2 separate regions of the Mus musculus genome follow, and region 2 is linked to region 1. Evidence: chromatin contacts called from public Hi-C data. All regions are on one chromosome and are shown on one strand. Each heading gives the region's core, a stretch centred on a gene start, on an enhancer-like site or on the middle of the called end of the contact. The rest is flanking DNA. Distances are from core to core; before and after follow the strand shown. Region 1 overlaps Tmem9 (transmembrane protein 9). Region 2 overlaps Kif14 (kinesin family member 14).

Evidence for each region. A called contact is a pair of places that touch in the nucleus more often than the background predicts.
Region 2: a Hi-C map of rod photoreceptor shows a contact between it and region 1, with 3 times the contacts expected there. The contact joins two enhancer-like sites. A contact is called at or near these places in 26 of 484 Hi-C or Micro-C datasets (the 3T3-L1 cell line, B cells, the HL-1 cell line and 16 more), 1 of 115 datasets of contacts at active chromatin or transcription factors (astrocytes) and 1 of 9 other capture datasets (liver).

The regions. Positions count from the first base shown.
Region 1 is chr1:136,030,670-136,035,770 of GRCm38.p6, forward strand. It overlaps Tmem9 (transmembrane protein 9), which reads left to right. Exons shown (of 6, transcript NM_025439.3): 6 at 3,399-4,361. The coding sequence ends at 3,551. It also overlaps a transcript of Igfn1 not described here. Among named protein-coding and RNA genes, the nearest start is that of Tmem9, 15 kb to the left of the region's middle. Within about 2 kb of position 2,457, at least 5 of the 459 cell types and tissues checked have an H3K27ac peak or open chromatin away from gene starts, as enhancers often do. A contact at or near this core is called in rod photoreceptor, where this site is marked.
Region 2 is chr1:136,523,780-136,528,865 of GRCm38.p6, forward strand. Kif14 (kinesin family member 14) reads left to right here. Exons shown (of 29, transcript NM_001287179.2): 27 at 2,003-2,077; 28 at 2,996-3,128; 29 at 3,467-5,086. The coding sequence ends at 3,837. It also overlaps the pseudogene Gm29485. Among named protein-coding and RNA genes, the nearest start is that of Kif14, 58 kb to the left of the region's middle. Within about 2 kb of position 3,567, at least 16 of the 459 cell types and tissues checked have an H3K27ac peak or open chromatin away from gene starts, as enhancers often do. A contact at or near this core is called in rod photoreceptor, where this site is marked.

The sequences.
Region 1 (5,101 bases), core at 1,207-3,706:
CTGTGGGAGGGGGTGTACAAGGCAACCAAAGAAAGAGGATAAGGATGATGGGAGCTAAGGTCATGGAGAGCCAGACGAAAAGAAAGCCAGGCTCACCGAAGACTGGCCTCCCTTCCTGTCTGTAGATGGATGGCAGTATGTACTAAGAACCCTGGGGGCCCTGGGGTTTGGGAAAGACGGGTCCAGACTGTTCAGATAGCCTCCTCACCCTGATAATAGAATAGGGAGGTGTGCCGTTCAGCAGATACTTCTAGAACGCCGTGGGGCTAGACTGCATAGTGCTTGAGAGTAGTCCTGGTTGGGGTCCCAGCTTCACCACTCACTGCCCTTGCTACTGAGCTCAGGGTATAGCTTTCTAATGGAGTAGCCAGAGGAGCTCTTGCCTCAGGGCCGCTGTTGGGATTGGGCATTAAAGGCTTTTGCAGGCACTGAGCTCGTCCAGAGAGGGGAGCCTCTGGCCACAAGTAACCTGCAGCTACCTGTCTTTGATCTAACTCTGGGGTGAGGTGTGCCTGCTTCTCTGGTTGTCCATTTGATTTCCTCTTGGGAAAATCCAGCCAAAAGCAAAAGCAACTGAGTCCTAAGACAGGAGATCCAGGGGTGTGAACAAGTTCAAATGTGGTCCCATGAAATTAGGTGACCTTGGTTTGCGAGGCAATTTCTCCTTCAGAGTCTAAGTTGTGCAAAAGATGGAGGTGATATTAGCCACTTGCCGTAGGAGTGTGAAGTACCTGGGAAAGAGACCGGTGTATAGTGAGTGGTATCTGCTTGTCAGGGTGACATCAGTCTGGTTACCTGGGGACCTCTAGGGAATTGTCAACATTCATGCCCCACTGTGAGAGGGGCTCCATCCATCCCCTGCCCTCACTGTCCCCCGCCTCCCTGCATTCCTCAGCCCAGACCTGATGGGAGAAGGGAGGCTAAAGGGAAGACTTTCCTTGCTGCCCCACCCTCATCCCCATTCACCTGCCGAGCAGGCAGGCCTGAGGCCATCTGTGGGTCTTCTTAGGGAATAGATGTGGCTACTCTAATACCTTTTAATCAGACTGTCAGCCATGGGGACACAGAGGCTCTCAGCAGCAGCTTTCTCGCACTTGAGAGCTGTTTGCTGCGACTTCACCTGAGCGCTCCCAAGTGGAGCCGTGGCAATGTGGTGAGTTACAACATGCTCCCTTGACACTGCTCCGGCTCTGTCCAGCTCCCACTTCCTCAGACAACCCAAGAGCAGAGCTGCTGCATTCTCACCAGCTCCAGCATGCCCCAAGATGACCCCAGGCCTGCTCTCCCAGTTTTACCCCCAGGCACTCATTAACCAGAGCCCTCCAGGGCAACACGGCCTAGAAATGGGCAGGAGTAGGATTGTGGAAGAAAGCAGCCCTCGCCCCCCCCCCCCCCCCGAAGCTAGACTGGGGTCCTGGGGGGGGGGGCGAGCTGTTACTCAGGCGGGCAGGTCTTCGGTGCCCACCCCTACCCTACAGCCATGCTAAGAGCAGTCTGAGCCAAGCTGCTTTCTTGGTTGGGCCACTTAGGCAGCGCAGCCAGTCTGGGGAGGGGTGGAGTGAGGTGGTGGTGTAGGCCACAGTGATGCTCAGAGGCAGCTCCCCTGACAGTAGTCAACCTGCCTTTCCCCCTTCTCTGCCTCAGTGATTCCCAGCACTGACCTTGAGTGCTTTCTATCTCCAGAAGCTGACCAAGTTTCTGTATTCATTGTGTCCTTGAGACCACCTCAGTCTCCATCCTGTATGAGAGAGGTTGGTTCTGACCCACCTAAGGCCATGTGTCTGGTAGGAGTCAAAGCCAGGTTTTTTTGAGTCGGCTGTGCTGAACTCCCAGGGAGAAGGGCCCTTGAGCTCCGATCTGTGCTTGCCAGTTCTCTTGACAAATGGTTCTCCCCATGACAAACACATCTTGTAGTCACACAATGGTACTTGAGCACATCAGATCTCTAAAGGAATTTTGTGAGACATGACTAGGATTTTTGTTTTTCTTTGGGTTTGCTTCTGGGTTTGGGCATGTTGCTAGAAATTGTCCTACAGCCACAGGCATGGTTAGCTTCTGTCCTGAGACAGCATCTCACTAAGTGGTTGCCACTGGCCTTGAACTTGCTATCCTCCTGTTTCTGCTTCCTGGGTAGCTGGGGTGACAGGCCTGGACCTCACCTGGCCTGCCCATGGCACCCACTCAGTCTTGAGCATGGACTCCCAGGGGACCATCTATAAGTCACCTTAGGAGCAAGTGAGCTCAGGACAAATCGCCCAGCACTGTGCTTCAAGGATAAGGCTATCCCAGCCCTTTGACCCCAGCCTCCTCTCTGCCCTGCCAGCCTCTCTATACCCTCCTGCCCCACCCCACTCTCAAGCTGGCAGCTGCAGTGACAGAAGCTATGCCAGCTCGGGGCATTAGAAGCAAAGTTGCATTTACTGGGCGGCTCTGGGCTTAGAGGGGTGCACTAATCCTTTAAGAGATATGTGGCAGGAGATGAGAGGCGGGGAGAGCTAGGGAGGAAATCCCCACGGGCTGTGGGCCTGGCCCTCGGCTCTAATTCTCCCCCCAGAGATCAGCTCTGGGTCCTGCAGGAAATGCATGGGCTCTGGAGCTTCAGAGGCAGAGGAGTGATAATTAAGAGAAGACTGACGACAGAAGCGACAGAAGGTGAAGTGGGTCTGAGAGCAAAGGGGAAGGGGGACAGGAAAACCAGCAGAGGGAGAGAGAGAGAGAGCAGATCTGCCAAGCATGGGACTGGCTGACTGCTGCAGCTGGCCATGACATGGGAATGCTAGAGTTGAACCCTAACCCTAGACTTTCACCCCTACCAGGCTCTGAAGGATGTCCCATCTTCTCTTTTTCAGGAGAAGCAATCAATCGCTCTCTCTCTCTCTCTCTCTCTCTCTCTCTCTCTCTCTCTCTCTCTCTCTCTGTGTGTGTGTGTGTGTGTGTGTGTGTGTGTGTGTGTGTGTGCGCGCGCGCGCCCTTCTTCTTGTCCCCTGAGCAGTAGGACAGAGAGAGGAGGTGTGCAGTTGAGTAACTGCCCTGTGCATTTGGGTACATAGCTCTTGAAGTCTTGGCCGGTGTACATGAGGTCTTGAAGCCAATATTCAGTCCTTCTCCTGAGACTTAGGAATGGTTAGGGTGAGACCTAGACTTGAGCCAGCTCTGCTGGAATTGCTTGGGCCCCAGAAGATGCTCCTGACTCTTAAAGACACCAAAGCTTTCTGGCTAGGCACACCATTGAGGTCTTCAGATGACCAGGCAAGGCCCTCATGGAGCCCACAGCCCTTGGGGAATTCAGACTTTAGAAGTGCTCACTGGGGTACTTGGTTCCATGCCAGACTTTAAGGATCCAGAGCCCTGACCCCTCCATCCTCATTCAGATCGTTTCCCTTCTTATTCCAATGCAGGATGCTCGCACCATGGCAACAGCCGCTGCGTCCATTGGAGGACCCCGGGCAAACACTGTCCTGGAGCGGGTGGAAGGCGCTCAGCAGCGGTGGAAGCTGCAGGTGCAGGAGCAGCGGAAGACGGTCTTCGACCGACACAAGATGCTCAGTTAGATGGTTGCCATGATTGCATCAGAGACCTGGGCCATGGCTACCAGCTTCTGGGGCTCACTGCAGTCTTCCCTGGGTCTTCCCTTCAAATGCCCATGGCGTTTATCCTTCTCCCTCTCTAGAAATGTACTCGACTGTTATAACGAGGGAGTGTGATTGGGTCTCTGTAGGTCTCTGGGGGGTAGAGGGGAGGGGAGGGAAGGCAGAAGGGAACAGAGACATTTGAGGTGGCCACATGATTGGGTGGAATTCATCCCTCCTGTCTTCACCATTCCTCCCAGCTCCACATCTTAAGGATGCTTACGGGAGACGAAGCTGTGTCATCAAGAGCTCAGTGGGTGCGAGGAAAGTATGATCCAGCGCTCAGCCTTCGCTCTAGGATGCTGTGGTCCCCATTCCCAGTTCCTCCAGTGCCAGTACTTTAGCTTGGCCTAGCCCCAGTCTCAGGAACTGTTGTGGTGCCCCTGAGCCCACAGTCATCTCCAGAGTCCACCTGGAAGCCTGTTCCCCTCTCCTCGGCTCCTGGTCCACCAGTGCATGGCAGTGCCCATGCATGCCGGCATATTCAGCAGCTGTCACCTTACTCCCATCCCAGGAGGCCGTAAGGCCTCCCACCTCTCCCCTGTGACTGCAGCTGCTGAGCCATAAAGTTGGACCATATGACACAAGGCCAATGGGGACCGGAGTACCATGGCTCCTGTCCTTGGATGGTCTCTTGTCCCTGAATTTCATTGTATCATGCATGGAGAGAAATGTTTGTCTTTCTGTTGTCTATACATCAAAGAAGCCATTAAATTGTTTTATTTCTCAAGAGTTGCAGATCTCAAGGGAGATGGAGAGCCATGAGAAAGTGTTCTGCAAATGATCTGGTTAGGTGCGCTGTCCCATATGGGGAACAATACATTTTCCTAGGTGGATTCAGACATAGGCAGCGCTTTGCAAAGCCAGGGTGGACTCTTGCCACCTGCTGAGGAAAGAGGCACAGGCTCAGTAGGGTACTGCCTGTGTGTGTGCACACCGCAAGGGGACAGTAGGTGTCACATTTACTTCACCTTTGAAACTGCACAGTGCCCACCCGATGTCATCCATACCCTACAGGCCCATTAAATGGTGTTTCTTGCAAAATGTCTAAGCAAAACCCAGATGGGAGAAGGATTGAGAGGGTAAGCAAGAAAAATGTGCCCTAGAAGCTTCCAGAGTGGCCACTCAGCAGAGTCCAGCCCTGGCTCAGCCCAGGCCTACATGTGGATGGTGGGAGGTGTCAAGGACTCAGTCGCACAGCAAGTGCCTGTAAGGAGCTGTATGTCGGATCAGAGTTGCCGTTCTTCCAGGTTTCCCTTTGACCATGCATGGAAGATGTCTGTGAAGCCTTTGGTTCTTTGTGAGGGGTTGAAGACGAGAGAGTAGTTTCAGTTGGGAGTTTCAGTTTTTCAAGGGCTACTGACATTCAGTGCTAAGTATCAGGAGGATGGGAAGGGCTGGGACGTGCAGATGGGGCTTCTAGAAGGTACAGAGAGACAGTTCTGGACTCCGAAAGCTATGAGATACTAAGA
Region 2 (5,086 bases), core at 2,317-4,816, 490 kb after region 1:
ACCCCATACACCACACACACACATACCATGTACCACACACATACACACAAGCCACACATCATACACACACACACCATACACCACACACATAAAGAATAAATACAGCTCAATGAGGGAAGTGTCCACTCACCCTCTACTCCCAATATCGCCAGCTGCTGAGTGACTATGAACCCCCATTGCTAGGCTACACCCAGGGAACTGGAAATAGCCAGGTGCCTCAGAGTAAATATGCAGAGCTGCTGGCCATCATTGAAGAGTTGGGGAAAGAGGTCAGACTGACGTATGCAGGAAGCAAGAGCGCCATGGAGAGGCTAAAACGAGGCATCATTCATGCCCAGAGCCTGGTTCGGGAGTGCTTGGCTGAAACGGAACGGAATGCCAGGTCCTATTCCCTGGTCGGTCTGAAGGCCCATCTCACTAACCCGTGGAGATGAGAAGCTTTGTGCAAAATGGCAGTCATTTTTCTACCACAGTCATTAAGCTCTGAACCCACACTCAAAAGATTGGGAGGACATTTTGCAGTAACTGACGATGTGCATTTTAAGTAGTTAGGAATGACGCAGCTCTTTTTTCTTTCCAAACATTTGAAAGATGTTTGTGAAGCCACTTCACAGCAAGCTATTGTTTGTCCCCAAATACCAGTGTCCCCTCTAGCCTCCCTTTGGATACACATCACCCCAGTTGCCGTCCTTTCCCTGAGTTCACCTGCCTCCAAGTTGAGTGCAAACCACAGCGCCTTTGCTCAGTAGCTGGCCTGCCTGTGTACAGTGTAGACCCTGCTTCATGGAGCTTCTCTGCCTAAGCGTTTGCATGACTGAGTGCTCGGAAGTCAATCTTTAAAATGCACAGAAGAAAGAGCCATTTACCCAACCTCCCAAGCACCCTGCAGATGTCCATCCTGAGGCTGTAGATCTCAGTTCTGTGTTTACTGTGAGCCCATCACAGCATCTGGAAGAAAACGACTGGAACTATTGCATCTTTGTATTTATTACTTGATGTAATAAAGCTTATTTTCATTAACAAAAAGAATAAATACAATCAGGATTGCATTATAGACTCATAGAGGGCACTGAAATTGTAATTTCAAAGCTGGGTTCATGAAATGAAGAAGTGTACTTTTTCTTCTTTCTGGGAGTCAATCTTACCACACAGATCTTGTTTGCCTGGAACTTGAAGCTTGCAGGAGAGTAGTTCTTGTGCCTCTCACTCCTGAGTGCTGGGATTAGAGGTGAGCCACCGTGGCCTACTTTTCTTCTTACTGTAACTGCAAGTCTGAGCCGACCTAGACAAGAGCTTAGTGAAGAAAGCCAATTAAACACACAGCAGCACCCCCTTGCAGAAGCTTGCCTCCACCTGAGGGGGCAGCAGTGAGCAGAGGCCCAGCCAAGGCTTCACTGTTGATTTAGTTTAAGACTTGCACCACTGTGAGAGCCAGGAGTCCCCATCTGGGTCTGATTGTCAGTGGTAAGGTGGGAAATGCCATGTGCAGCATAGATCACAACTGGGAATCACATAACATTTGTAACTTTCTCAAAGCACCTCATATTTTTTTGATAATTCAAACCCTCGCTTTCTTCTGAGAGAAGTTTCATGCCTATAAATATTTAAATAAAAGGCAAATTTTGAGATAGTTACACATCAGAATATATCCTCTCTTATATTTATATTTTATTATTAGTGTATGTGTGCGTGTGGAGACCTGTGTGTCATGTCACATATGTGGATGTCAGGAGACAGCTTTGTGGAGTCATTCACCAGGGTCAACGTTAGGTCCTCAGGCTTGTGCCGCTGAGCCCAGTTCAGCCGTGCTATATGGAAATCAATGTGTCGTTTATTCTGAAGGAATTCCACTTATATGGTTTGAAGAACCCTCGAGCTGGCTTATGAAACTTTTATCTCTTCTGGATTCTAGACCAGAGCTCCCTGTCTGGTCTCGCAGGGGCCTAAGAATTGTGTTTCCTGGTGATTGCGTGTTTACTGAAATATTTTAACATTTCTCTAGGTCACTAAGCAGATGAAAGCCAGTACTGTGGAGTGGGTCGGGTCTCTGGAAAATGCTGTCGCTGAATGGAGGACGGTAGGAGGAGCTTTGCATTGTTTTTTGTTTGTCACTGCGTTTGGTTCCTTTGTAGATATATTTATTTCCCTTGGCAGCCCCAGCTGGAGACAGCTCTGCTGTGCATGCTCACCGAGCATGCTTGTTTCCTAGTCTTTCTTTGGCAGACTTAATGCACTCGTGTAGTACTAGGTCTATGGTGGCCAGGGGCCTGCTAATGCACCCCCTGTTTCTTAGTTACTAGCCTAGGAGCTGCCAGCTTGTGCCTGACTGTAGTCACTATAGACTAAAGAACACATTTAACACTAATGTGCTCAAACAGTGTCAACTAGAGGAGAATTAATATATACTCATGTCACAGGTCACACTTTATAGACAAAGAGAGATGGAGTATAAAAATCAGTGTACCGAAAAGGAGAGTAATGCCCATAGCTGAAGTATTTAAGTAAAGTAAATATTGAAAGAAATACTGTGAGGTTGAATTCTTTGAAATGAAATGTTAGCCTTTTATGGTGTTGGGTACTATGGTCCGTTTCTATGTGCTAGGATGTTAGGGCTGTGGTTTAAATTAAGATTAAATCCGTACTGCTTTTTAAAAGTAACCATTGTTAATTTTGTATTTTGATCTTGCTTATAGAAATGAAGTTATGTACTGGTAAGAAAATTAAATGTTTCAATGTAGCTTCATTATACATTCCATTTTTGTCTGTCATATATATATGCATATATATATATATATGTATATATATTCTATATTTATTTATTTGTTTGTTTATTTGGTTTTTCGAGACAGGGTTTCTCTGTGTAGCCCTGGCTGTCCTGGAACTCACTCTGTAGACCAGGCTGGCCTCGAACTCCCAGGTGCTGGGATTAAAGGCGTGCGTGCGCCACCGCTGCCCAGCTGTATGTTCTTTCTAAGTATTAACTTTTTGTATACAGAAAAGCTTCAGAACTCAAGCACAAGAAGGTTCTAGACAACAAGTTTCCAAGCTGTTAAGCCTTGCGTCAGAATTCTTGAAGCTGAAGTCGTGCTTGCAACAAACCGTTGAGATGATTGTATCTGCGCTGAGAGGTAGGCAGCCCCCTGGGGTCTGCGGCTGGACCTGTGTGATCCCAGGGCTCCCTTTCCCTCCCGGCACGAGCTGTGACCATAGCCCACCCTACACTATGCCCGTGTGCTTAGTTCCTAGTGTAGGAGCTCGGGCTGCTGCTGCCAAGCATGTCAGCACCTCTGCCCGGAGTCAGGGAAGCCAGCGCTTGGCCATCAGAGAGGCACTTAACGGGAAAACCTTCAGTGGTTGGAGTTGTGGTGTAGGGTCCCTGTTACTTAAAAGACTTGCTAGAGTCATGTGATAACACGTGCCGACACCTGGAACTGGTAGCCCACCTTCTCCTTTCCCTCTTTTGTAGGGTGCCCCAGTGACTTGCACTGTCTCAGAAGCTGCACCGAGACTATCTGCAGCCTGGCTCGCAAGCTTCACAGTGACTTCAGCGCACACTCTGCCTCTGCTGGCAGCTGCGGAAATGAACTGCCTCGTGCTGACTGTGAGGAACTGGAGTCTCTAGCGAAGTCACTCCTCCTATGTTTTGAATGTGGAGAAAGCCCTGGTTTGTCGAAACCCTGGGAGTCTTGTTCTTCGAATAGCAAGGAAGAGCAGTGCAAGTCAGACAGGGCTGACTGCGGGAAAAGCGGGCCAAGACGCGCCTGTGAACCACACGGAGACGCAACCCCAGCAGTGTCCTCTGGGGACTGCACCCCGAATAGGATTCAGTGGGTATGAAACCATTGTGCACTTGGAGACCGTCCATGACCAAAAAGGACACTTGGTGTCACTTTTCCTCGTGCAGGAGAGCATAAAAAGAGAGGAGTGTAAATATTCCAAGTCCATGCCTGTGTGTGGCCTCTCGCTGGGTGTAGAAAGCGCTAACAGTGCGGAGTGCTGGCTTCAGAATGCCTCTGTGTATGCTCAGAATTCTATAAGCAGATGAGTTTTAAACAAAGAATATTGTTTAAAAATGTTGAAATATTGGCATCAGAATGAAATTAAGGTATCAGGACCAAGTGAGTGACTATGGTCCTAGTTTCTCATCTTAAATTTTTTTTCTTTTTTTTTATTGGTTATTTTATTTATTTGCATTTCAAATGTTATCCCCCTTCCCAATTTTCCCTCCACAAGCCTCCTAACCCCTCCTCCTCCCCCCTGCTTCTATGAGGGTGCTCCCCCACCCACCCACCCACCCACTCCCACTTCACCACCCTGGTGCTGTCTAGCTGGTTCATTGGTCTGTTTGTAGATAGTTATTTTCTCCTGAATGGAAATCTAAACAGTTTGTTACTTTGGGCCTGTGCATTCTCTCCCCCAAATATAGCATATGGATTAAGTTTATGTGAAATTATTAGCACAGGTTTAACCAAGGTAGCTGACTAAAACTACAGCTCTTTGTCCAAGAATCAACTGTTTGCCATCTTCAATAATATATATGTGTGATTTGTTTCTTTTCAAAATGTACATAAAAAGATAATATAATTGCATATTAATAATATGACCAGATAGCATCGTAGCTTACTGTGTTTTCTGTGTTCCACAGTGGTTGCTTCATTTATAAAATTTAAAAGTAGTAGTGAAATGTAACCAGAACCACTTGGGAGGTCAGAGGCTGCCCCCTTTTGATAGTGCTTGTTTTGCTAAAGGGTACTTAGTTTACATGTTGTTTGATGGAGATTAAAGATCCTTTTTATATTTCATAGCCTTAAGAACCCTTCATCTACAATCAAGTCTAAAGATAATATCCTACTTTAGGGTTTGACTTAAGGAAATTGTTTATTTTTTACCTCAAGAATATGTGTAATTTGAAAGATATTTAGTATCTTAGCCTGGGTGACCTGAGCAGGTTCTGTAAGGGACTTCCCGTGAGTGGCCTGCTTTTGGCTGTAGCTGCTGCCTGTACATTCAGTGGAGCTCGGTGACACTGGCTTGAAGATACCTGTTGTTTTCTCTATGGGGAGAGATAGGAGAGCAGCACTCTCTC